Linked DNA regions of Mus musculus: region 2 is linked to region 1. A link is a contact called in public HiChIP or PLAC-seq data. All regions are on one chromosome and are shown on one strand. Each heading gives the region's core, a stretch centred on a gene start, on an enhancer-like site or on the middle of the called end of the contact. The rest is flanking DNA. Distances are from core to core; before and after follow the strand shown. Region 1 holds the start of Nelfe (negative elongation factor complex member E, Rdbp). Region 2 holds the start of H2-Oa (histocompatibility 2, O region alpha locus).

The links. HiChIP or PLAC-seq counts read pairs in DNA pulled down with a chosen protein or histone mark.
Region 2: an H3K4me3 HiChIP or PLAC-seq map of bone marrow-derived macrophages shows a contact between it and region 1, with 10 times the contacts expected there. The contact joins the promoter of H2-Oa here to the promoter of Nelfe in region 1. A contact is called at or near these places in 5 of 39 promoter capture datasets (embryonic stem cells, hippocampal neurons, liver and 2 more), 1 of 115 datasets of contacts at active chromatin or transcription factors (bone marrow-derived macrophages) and 2 of 9 other capture datasets (liver and pancreatic islet).

Annotation. Positions count from the first base shown.
Region 1 is chr17:34,847,412-34,852,981 of GRCm38.p6, reverse strand. It overlaps Nelfe (negative elongation factor complex member E, Rdbp), which reads right to left and starts at 2,591. Exons shown (of 11, transcript NM_001045863.1): 1 at 2,394-2,591; 2 at 1,989-2,071; 3 at 569-638; 4 at 321-466. The coding sequence starts at 2,063. Skiv2l (superkiller viralicidic activity 2-like (S. cerevisiae)) reads left to right here and starts at 2,778. Exons shown (of 28, transcript NM_021337.2): 1 at 2,778-2,848; 2 at 2,983-3,086; 3 at 4,548-4,657; 4 at 4,757-4,874; 5 at 4,964-5,078; 6 at 5,161-5,235; 7 at 5,521-5,570. The coding sequence starts at 2,827.
Region 2 is chr17:34,089,534-34,095,103 of GRCm38.p6, reverse strand. It overlaps H2-Oa (histocompatibility 2, O region alpha locus), which reads right to left and starts at 2,725. Exons shown (of 5, transcript NM_008206.2): 1 at 2,576-2,725; 2 at 1,023-1,271; 3 at 515-796; 4 at 286-421; 5 at 1-101. The coding sequence starts at 2,657. The coding sequence ends at 98. It overlaps BC051537 (cDNA sequence BC051537), which reads left to right. Exons shown (of 5, transcript NR_046183.1): 2 at 1-120; 3 at 2,559-2,664.

The DNA of each region.
Region 1 (5,570 bases), core at 1,342-3,841:
AAACTCAGAAATCTGCCTGCCTCTGCCCCACAAGTGCTGGGATTAAAGGCATGTGCCACCACACTGGGCTCAGGTTTCTTTGTGATAGACAGAAACCTAGCGCTCCAGTGGGCTGCAGTGGCAAAAACTACTTCTGAGGCTGAGGCCAGAGCATCACTTGACTCCATGAGTACAGTCAGACCCTGTCTCAAGGAACAAGAAAGAAACACCCTAAACTCAGAACAGCACAGGTTGCTCATATGTGAGCATGCATGACTTCCCCCACCCACCCCCTTCCAGCTGATGCCAGGACGTTCCAGACAATCTTCCTGTGTGCTCACCTTTAACTTCCCTTCCAGGGTCCGAGAACGTTTGAAGCCTGAGTTCTTAGTTTCAGCCTTGATGGCACTGATGGCTCCTGACTTCACCAGTTGTTTGGCCTGTTCTGTTGCTGTGGCAGTGTCCACCACAGGCTGCTCTGACAGTGCTGGGGAGAGAGGGAGGGGGAAGGAGAGAGGCATTCATTATGCTGGCTGTGGAGGGAAGCCCTCTGCTGCTGCCCCCTGGACTCTCTGTCTCTGTCACTTACAGCGTTTGACACCGCCCTGGCTCGCTGGGCCGCTGCTGCTCTGCTTCTTCAGAGCCAGCAATGCCTTTTTCTGGAAAGGAGAGAGGTCTGTCAACCAGGGTCTGGTTCCAGGGCCAGTGTGTGTGGCATCCTGGTCCTGGAGTGGCTCATCCTGCTTCCACATCCTCACGAAGCCCACAGTACTTAACCTAACCAAACTATGGTGTCCAAGGCCTTCCAGTCTCACATTTTGGAAACTGAAAACCAAAAACACCTAAGCCCTACCATATAAGCTGCAAATAAGACCTGAATCCTTGGGGATTTTATCCACCCATCTCCCATCTTCTGCACATTTAATGAGGCCATGCAGAATCAAAACACATAGTTCCCACCCTTAAGGAATTCAGAACCCAGGAAACAATGGCTAGACTGACAGCCAAGAATAATCAAGGGCACTAATCACTCAGGGCTGAGTATAAGCAACACTTTCTGATGCATAAGCAGCTAGTAAACTGAGACCTCACAGAATTACCCAACACAGACAGAAAAGATACTTTAGACAAAGAAATTGGGGTTGCAAAAATGCAGAGGAGGTTTTGGAAGGCAGGTTTTAAGAGAAAATAATTCTCTCTTTTGACAGGTATGGTGAGCTGATATTTCAATTCTATACATGATGTGAAACCTCGGAAGTGTTTTCAATGGATCAGGTGTGCCTTCAAAACAGCAAAGCCAGACCCTGTCAATGAGAAATTACTCAGAGGTTTCACTAGTAAGGAGAGTGCTGAGGACGGTGTTGTGCACCTAGAGTTCCACTTCCTGAGAGAAGCTTAGGGAGGAAGATACCAGGAGCCCAGGAGTTGAAAAAACAAAACAAAACAAAACAAAACAACCCACCCAACCCGGCCACATACTGAGATCCTTGCCAGGGGTAGTGGTAGGGGACAAAGTGGAAGAGGAACTTAGAAACCATCGACAGACTTGACAAATGTTTTGCTGTGTAAATAGTACAGAAGCCAGAGGTGAGGCAGAGCCATTCCAGGCTACCCAAAGCCACATATTTTCAATCCAGCCTGGGCTAAGTGTGAGACCCTGTCTGAGGTGGAGTGGTGTGTCAGAGATGAGAGATTTTAAGGCCTATTAAATGCAGTTGGTTATCTAAAAGCGAAGGGAGGGAGGTAGAGCAGACAGGAGGAGCACATTTACTTGGGCATTTGATGGTTCACAAGGCTCTGGGTGGTACTGAAGCCACAGGGACGATGATAATTCCATTGGGGATGACCAGAGAAGAGGGAGGGTTCAAATAAGACTGGACGATGCTGCCAAAGCTCCACTGAGAGGTCCCCTTCCGGTAGGAGGCAGGAGGACTCCCATGGCCTTACAGTCAGCCCAGGTGTCCCCAGAGTCTGGAGAAGCCGGGCCACCACGCTTAACTAACTCCTACCTTCTTCTTGAGTTTGTTGAACTTCTTCTGCAGTGCCTCTTCCTCTTCACTCAGCCCCGGAGGTATCACCAACATGTTGGCTCCTGGTTCAAGGGCAGAACCCAAGACATCATTCTCTACTGTCACCATTCAAAATTCACACGTCGTCCAACTTGCGTCCATCCTGTATGCACCCCAACCTCCAGGCCCGCCTACTCCAGCCTCTGGCCTTTCCCTAACCCCTCGTTCCTCCGAGGCTGCTTGTCCAGCCTCCTGTTTATGGTAATCAACCGGCATTCCCGCCTATGTCCAAGGTCCAGACACTAGAGCCTTGGGGTACCTCAGCCCGGAGAAGGGAAAGCACTCCCTGCGACGCCAAGGCGATGGCTCCCGACCCCCATGCCCAATGGGGTTAGGTCAGCCAACCTCGGGGTCCGATGGGCAGAGAAGGCGGCCGGGCCCGCGTAGCGCTATCTGGGCAACCAGAGGAGGAGGAAGAAGAACCAGGGGCCGCGCGGGGAAGGCGCGAAAGATGTGAGACGAAGCCCTCACCTGAGGGGGCGGCGCCCGGGCCCGCGGTCTCCGGCGCCGCCGCGCGGGCTACTGCGCGCTGGCTCGCGGCGATGACGTAAAGGGGCGGGACACGCGGTAACCAAGGCGGCGAGTCGCAGTGACTTCCGCCCGGCCTTGCCCGGCTCCGAGTCAGGCTTCGGCGCCGCTCTCGCCCACGCTCCCGGCGGGGAGTGGTGGAGGAGGGGGCGTGTCGGAAGTAATTTCAACTTCCGCCCTTCTCGGGGCGGGGCCGGCTCCGTGGTTACTCTGAGTTTCCGGGCTGCTCGGGAGCTGCCGCGGCTCCAGGATGATGGAGACGGAGCGACTCGGTGAGGGGGAGGGGAGGAGAGTGGACGGGAGAGGAGAGGAGAGGAGGGGAGGGGAGGGAGGGGGGTCCGCGGAAAGGACTAGTTAGTAGACAGGAATGACTTGTGGCTTTTAACCTGTGACCTTTCCCTTGTAGTTCTGCCTCCCCTAGATCCCCTGAACTTACCCCTTCGAGCTCTGGAAGTGGGGTGCACTGGCCGTTGGGAGCTGCTGAACGTGCCAGGGCCTCCAGAGAGCACTGTGAGTGACTTTTGACCCTCACCTTTGACCTATGAGCCTAAAAGAAATTCCACCCTGCTCACAGGAGGATGTAGCTTGACACTGTCATCTTGGCCTCCGGCTCATGCTGGACAGATCCCACTCTACTGGAACTCCAGTAGGTCGGAGCGGGGAGTGCTGGAGACGCGAGCTCTCAGAGCTGCCCCTTCACCTGTATCTTTCCTCCTAGGAGGTTCCTTCTCTCTGCATAGCTCAGAGCACTTGGCTCTTTTAAACTGAAGCCTGGCGTGGCTCACACCCTTATTCCCAGCACTTGGGAGGTGGAGGCAGGCAGATCTCTTGAATTGGAGGCCAGTTTGATCTACATACCAAGTTCTAGGCCAGCCAGGGCTATGTAGTGAGATCTCATCCCCAAAACAGAAAGAAAAGAAGCAGAAAATTTAAGACTGGCAGAATGACTTATTAGCCCAGAGATTCTCCACCTTTGATTCACTACCCATTTGAGGGTGGAATGACCCTTTGACAGGGGTCACATCACATATCAGATATCCTGCACACCAGACATTTACATTAAGATTCATAACAGTAACAGAATTACAGTTAATAAGTAGCAACACAATTATTTTTCGGTTGTGGTCAGCACAACAGGAGAACCGGTGCATTAAAAGGTGGCAGCATTTGAGAAGGTTGAGAATCACTGGCTTAGCCTATTAAAGCGCTTGCCCATGCAAGTCTGATGAGACACACGTAAAGGCAGCGAGAGAGCCAGCTCCACAATGTGGTCTTCTGACTGCCATGTGTGCATGCGTGTACCCATGTCCACCCATTACACACAGACCTATACATACTAACACATACTACTACAAATAATAAGAATTCTAAAATGCGAATTCTCAGTTGAGCACATAGCTCACTTGGTATAGCGCTTGCTCAGCATACACAAAGCCCTGGTTTTGATCCCTGGCTCTGCATGATAGTCAGGTGTTGGTAGCTCATGCTTGTCACCCCCTCACTTGAGAGGGGGAGGGATATGTGTACACACACACACACACACATCAAGTTGGATGCAAACATGGGTTTCATGAGAGCCTCTCTCAAAATAAGAATGCAGATTGCTGTGTCTGGCCTCTGTGTGTCTGAAATCAGTGATTTACCTTAGTTGGTATCCTGGGACATCTACCATTGGATCTGAACACAAGTTCCATCGCCTCTTTTGTCTACACGCTATCCTTTATTAACCAACTTAAGGTTTCTTCTTTTTTTTTTTCTTCAATTTATTTATTTATTTTATATACGAGTAAACTGTAGCTGTCTTCAGACACACCAGAAGAGGGCATCGGATCTCATTACAGATGGTTGTGAGCCACCATGTGGTTGCTGGGAATTGAACTCAGGACCTCTGGAAGAGCAGTCAGTGCTCTCAACTGCTGAGCCACCTCTCCAGCCCCCAACTTAATACTTCCTATCTCGCCCTTGTCCCAGCTCCCCCATGGCCTCCCTCCATGCGCCCCAGATCTGTGCCAGGAAGCAGAGCAGCTGTTTCTGTCGTCTCCAGCCTGGCTTCCTCTACACGGTGTAGAGCACTCAGCTCGGTGAGAAGTCTGCAGCCTCCCAGATTGGAGAGATGGACCAATGGAAGGAAGCTGGGATAGGGAGAAAGCCGACTCCAAAATTCCTTTCCTTCTCTCCAGAAAATGGCAGAGGAAGACGGATCCCTGGTCACTCCTGGCTGCCGTGGAGACTCCAGTCCCATCTGACCTTCAGGCCCAGAGACACCCAACCACAGGCCATATACTGGGCTATAAGGAGGTGAGAGGTCAGAGGCCCCAAGAAATGGAATTGGGAGGAAGGGTCAGAAGCAGGCTTGGTCTCACTGGTTATCCAACCTCTTGTCTCAGGTCCTGCTGGAGAACACAAATCTGTCAGCTACAACCTCCTTGTCCCTTCGCCGGCCTCCAGGGCCAGCCTCCCAGTCGCTATGGGGCAATCCAACACAGTACCCTTTCTGGCCAGGTAAGTCATCTTTGATGGTGGTATAAGGGAGAATGTCTAGGGGATGGGCCCCTGCTCATACCGAATTTTCATATTTCCCCAGGTGGGATGGATGAGCCCAGCATAACTGATCTGCATACTCGGGAGGAAGCTGAGGAGGAGATAGACTTTGAGAAAGGTGAAGTGGCCCTCAGGTCGCTGCCTGGCTTACTGTGTCTGGGGAGAGCCCAGCAGGTTGCTGCTAGGCTTCCTGTACTTTTACAAGTCAGGGAAACAAGCCTCCTTGCCCACAAGCGAAAAGGTGTCCTCTCTAGTAGCTCTTAAGAAATTGGCCACAGCTGCCATGAACATGCACAGAGTACTGTGAATGTCTGTGTCCTATGATGTATAGTTTACAGAACAGCTGGGCAGTGGCCGATGCCAGTGCAATGGCTGATGCTGCCTCTCTGTTCTCATCCTTCAGATCTTCTCACTGTCCCACCTGGCTTCAAGAAAGGGGTGGATTTTGCCCCC
Region 2 (5,570 bases), core at 1,476-3,975, 760 kb after region 1:
CACTCGAGGTCAACACTGTCACAGGCTGCCGCTGAGCACGCAGAAGCTTCCAGAAGTCCGCCAGGAATCATCTCTCAAGGGTTTCTCAGAAGAGAAGTTACCTAAAGTCGCGAAACCCAGGTGACCGAAGCCATTCACATTCGCACACCCACTTCTCCAAATTCCCGCTTTTCTAGCTCCTCCCCCTTCCTCTGTCTCCTCCACCCCCAACCCCCACCCCCGGCGTCCCCCATCTACTCTCCACGCCTTCCTCCCTTTGCCCACAGACTCCCGGGGCTTCTGCACCTGCGGATACTGGGCCTGCGTGTGCCTGTGATCATGAGCACGGTGCCCAGGAGGCAGCCCATAAGGCCGAGAACCAGGCCCAGGCCACAGATCAGGGTCTCTATGGTGTCCGGTGGTGGGGTAAGCACTTGGGGCTCTAAGGAAAGAAAGCAAGGGTCAGAGGACACAGGAAGGGATCTGGAGTAGTGGAGACACAGACGTGAACAGGCTGGGGCAGGGTGCTCCCTACCCCAGTGCTGGAGGAGCGGTGTATCCAGGCCCCAGTGTTCCACCTTGCAGTCGTACACATCCTCCGCAGAGGGCACGAAGGTCAGGTAGTGGAACTTCCGGAACCTGTGGTTAGGCTGAGAGTAGAAGCTGGTCTGGGCCACTCCCTTAGTGATGGGCTGGCTGTTGCGCAGCCAGGTGACATTGATCACAGGCGGGAAGATATCATCCACGATGCAGATGAGGACGTTGGGCTTTCCGAGCTCCACACGAGTCTTGGGGAGAACGGTCACTCTGGGAGGCACTAGGAGGAATGAGAACCTAAATCCCAAAGTCCCGTCCCTCACAGCTCTTGGTCTTACTAGAGCCGAGATTAAGGGATACTTCCTCCCGTGTGGCCACCTGCAGAAACGTTCTGGGATCTTCCTGGGGCAGGAGGGGAGGGGAGGGCAGGATTCTGAAGAGGGGTTGGGGATTCTGTCCATCACCTTCCCTGCCTAGTTAGGTGGGGTGGAGGGAGGGCCAGGTACCGCTGACAGCTCTGGTTCGGTTGGAGCGTTCCACCAAGATGTCCAGATGAGCTTTGATCATGGAAATGCTCATCAGCCCACTCTGAAAGTCCGAGTGGGCGAAGTCTCCAAACTCAGGCAGACGCCACACGACCTCCTCGTTCTTCAGATCCACGGAGAAAATTTGTTCCCCGTCAAATTCGTGTGTGAACTGTCCAGAAGCGTCGTAAGATTGGTAGAAGGCCGGTCCATAGGAGCCCATGTGGTCGGCTGTATTGGGTGAGGGAAGGATGGGAGCTGAGAGAAGCATGTCTCAGCTTCTGAGTCTCAGCCTGGTCTCATCCTGGGCTGTGGGGTGAGGACAGCCCTGCAAAGCCATAGCAGCCCCTTGAAAAGTTCCAGAGACACGAAAGGGGGAGGGCAGAGGGGGCGTGGCCACTGCATGCATGGGTGGAGCTGACAAAGCAGGCTGGGAAAAGGAGAGACAGCCCACAGGAGATGGTGTCAGGTTTCCAGGCCTCCATCATCTGCTGTAGCTGTAGAGGCAGCCACCCTGTCAGACCTTGTGTGTAAGATGGTAAATTTGGGGCGAGGAGGAAATGGTTAAGGGGAAGCACTGAAGGGAGCTTTTGGGAAAGAAAGCTAGCATAGGAGTGGGTGAGGGACAGTGACAGACAGGAGCATGATGTAATAATATCCATGATCCAGAGACCAGGGTGAGGAAAAGGGCCGCTTTCCACAAGCCAGGCATGACAGCACATCCCTACAACCCCAGCACAGAGAGGGTAGAGACAGAAAGATCAGAAGTTCAAGACCAGCGTGGGCTGCCTAGTTCAATGAAACTCTGCCTCATTAACACATGGAGGGAGAGAGAAGTTCCCAAAGTATTGTAAGATAACACAGGACATAAAGTCAGGAGTTCAATCCTGGCAGCAGCAACGGCGCACTTGAGAGGCAGAGGCAGGCAGATTTCTGAGTTTGAGGCCAGCCTGGTCTACAGAGTAAGTTCCAGGACAGCCAGGGCTACACAGAGAAACCCTGTCTCAAAAAGCCAATTTAATAAAGAAACAAACAAACAAACAAACACCCCAAGATTCAAACTTTACATTCCACCTTCCATCTGGGAGTGTTGATTAATAGGTCTCACCCTCGACAAAGTGCTGTTTCCTGGTGTCAGGGCTACATTTCCACTGACTCTTTCAGAGCTCTACACTTCTGAGGAATGTAAGGGACTGTCATGAGCCCAGCGTGACAGAAAACAAACGGGGAAAACCAAAACACTGCAACAAAGCTGGATGAGAACTGCTTGTTGCAGCCAGGAAGTGGTTCAGGAGCCAGGGTGCTCTGCAGTGAGGCGGGTGAGGGCACGGATCTCAGAAAAGAGGAAGAGCTGAGGGGGGCTCTGAATGTAAAAGAAGCCCAGAAGAGACCCAGCCTCAGCCCAGTGGTTAGGCCCACAATGGAGGTGGCAGGGATTTGTCTGCAGGTGGAGGGAGTTGCCATATACCCGACACAGAGAGAGACACTTTCCCCTGTGCTGTACTCTCCCACTCCCAGGTGTCCCCAGCACTTACCCTTGATGGCCCTTACTCCTCGGGGACTCAGGAAGCTCATTGCGGTTAGGAGTACCGGGACCAGCTCCACAAAAAGGACCATTGCTGGGGTGAGTGGCTCTAACAACGTCTGTTTGGGAAGCAAGGGAGCAAGATCGAGGTAAAAAGAAACAGAGTCCAGGTTAGGGGAAGACCCTTGCGGTAAGCAGCCAATCAGAGCAGTTCTCTGAGATAATGGGTTTGTTGCTGGGCAAGGAAGTAAAGAGTCTGGGTGAGAAGGTGGAGAGTGGAGGCCATGGGTCATCTGTCACTTCACCTTTCAAGAAGGGGCTTCAGGAAGGAGCAGAGAAGTCACAGAGCACCAAATGGCTATGCTGGGCAAAGCCTCCATCTGGTCCATGATAGAACCTGATTTTTCCTGTGGGTCCCTCTGGAAATTTTGGGGGGTAAAATATAAAACAAAACACACTAAGAACTTTTAAAGGGAGATCATTGGATATAATAAATCACAGCATAGAAACTCTTATATTTGTAAATCATTTTCAAAAACATTATTTTATTTTATCTGTAAGGAAGACTGTGTAACGGCTGAAGATGCTCCCCCTGAAGGAACACTACAGGCAGTTCCTACAAGTGACATGGGGTGGGCAGAGGACATTGGTGGTCTCCATTTGTCCCTTCTAGTCCCCAGACACCCTCTTGCACGCTGGCCAGAGGTTGACCAGGGTCCGCATGCACCTAGCGTTTGCCTATTGGTGAACTCAGCCAATGGCTGGCACTGGAAGGACTCAGTCAATACAGTAAATAGAGAGATTCAGGCCACGCCTTTAATGCCAGCACTCTGGAGGCTGAGGCAGGTGAATCTCTATGAGTTCAATGGCAGCCTGGTTTACACAGTAAGTTCCAGGCCAGCCAGGCTACATAGAGAAACTTTGTCTCAAAAAAGAGAAAGGAAATAGAAATGGGTAAAGAGAACTTCCATCAAACTTGTGGCAGCCATCTTCCAAAGAGGCTGAAATCAAGGGTTTTCAAGCTTGACGCTGTCTGAGAAGTCTGCGACTTTGGCTCCAGCGAGTTGCTTTGGCTCAGTGAAGTTTGTAACAAATACTCGTTCCGGGTGCTGCGGAGGTGGCTCTGTGGGTAAAGTGCTTGCCACACAAGCACAAGGACGTGAGTTTGGATTCCCAACACACCGAAAAAGCCAGGCATGGTGGCACATGTCTGTAAACCCTCAGCCGTGGCGGGGCAGAGACAGGGAGATCCGTGTAACTGGCTAGCCAGCCAGTCTAGCCAAACAGGTGAGCTCTAGGGCTTTAGGGTCAGCAGCAGAGCCATCTCAAAAGATGCAGTGGGTGGGCAGGCTGGGAAATACTCAGCCTTAAAATCCCACGCTGCTCTGCCAGAGGACCAGAGTTTGGGAAACAGCGCCCTCAAGAGGCTGCTCACGACATTCTGTAACTGCAACTCCAGGGGACACAGTGTACTCTCTGCAGATGTCTGCATGAATGAGGGGACCTACTCACAGCCTTGGTCCAGCCCTGAACCAAGTCTCTCTTCCAGTGACAGTGCAGCTGGAGTCCCAGGTCAGCGGGGCAAGAGGTGGGTATGTCTTAGAGAAACCATGGCTACCTCGGTGGCTTCTCTGTTTAGTAATGGCTGAATAGAGAGGAGTGATTTTGAGATGGGGTCACCCAGCAACTCATCAAGGGAGGCTGCCCAAGTGCGTTTTTATTTCTAAATACGTGAAGGCTTTTGAGCCAGGAGTCCCAGTCCACACCCATAATCTCAGCACGGAACAGGCGGAGGAAGATCGCACAAATATAAGACTAGGTTCTGTCTCAAAAAACATATCAAGATGGACTGGAGAGATGGCCCAGAGGTTAAAAGCACTGGCTGCTCTTCCAGAGGTCCCAGGCTTGGCTCTTCATACCCACATGGTGTCCTACAACTATCTGTAACCCCAGTTATCAGAAATTCAGTGGTCCACAGACATGCATGCAGGCAACACACCATGTACAACAAAGAAATACATCTTTTTAAAAATAAGACAACAGGATGAAATAACAGTAAAAAATGTGAGCCCCCTGGCCACTGCCCCTCAAAGTGAATTGCAGACTTAATAAATCTGTTTTCTGCCTGAAAAATGGAAATTTTGTTCTGCTTTGAGGTTTTTTGTTGTTGTTATTTGTTTGTTTTTAATTTTTTACATTTATCTATTTTGAGACAGGATTTCTTTGTGTAGCTCTGGCTGCCTGGAACTCACTCTGTAGACCATGCTAGCCTTGAATTCACAGATACCTGCCTGCCTCTACCTCCTGATCGCTGGGACAAAAGCTGTGTGCCACCACTGCCCTCCTTTTCTTCTTCCTCTTCCTCCTCTTCCTCCTTCCTCTTCTTTTTTTTTGGGGGGGGGTTTGAGACAGGGTTTCTCTGTATAGCCCTGGCTGTCCTGGAACTCACTTTGTAGACCAGGCTGGCCTCGAACTCAAAAATCCGCCTGACTCTGCCTCCCAAGTGCTGGGATCAAAGGCGTGTGCCACCATCCTCTTTCTAAAAACATATTTTCTGTGCACTGGTGTTTTGCCTGCATACATGTCTGTGTGAGGGCGTCAGATCCCCTTAAACTGGAGTTGCAGACAGTAGTGAGCTGCTATGTGGGTGCTGGGAGCTGAACCAGGTTCTGTGGGTTCTGGCAGCCAGGGCTCCTCTTCAGCCCCTGAGTCCTCCTCCTAACACCATGGTATGTTTTACTGTCAGTCACCTTTGACCCCTGACCTCTGACTTTGGGTGAACCAAGCTTTTCCCGCTCTCCCATGAGCTCAGGATCATCACAGGGCATACAGATTCACAGCGTGGGGTTCATCTGCAGGGTAAAAATCACAGCTTTTTAAAAATGTAAACTGAAATCATATTTCCAAACTGAAGGAAGCACAGGCTGCCGAGTCTTTCTGCCACCCAGAGACTGAGCCGACTTTCTTAGATTTCATAACTCTGTCCACAACACTTTGACCTCAGG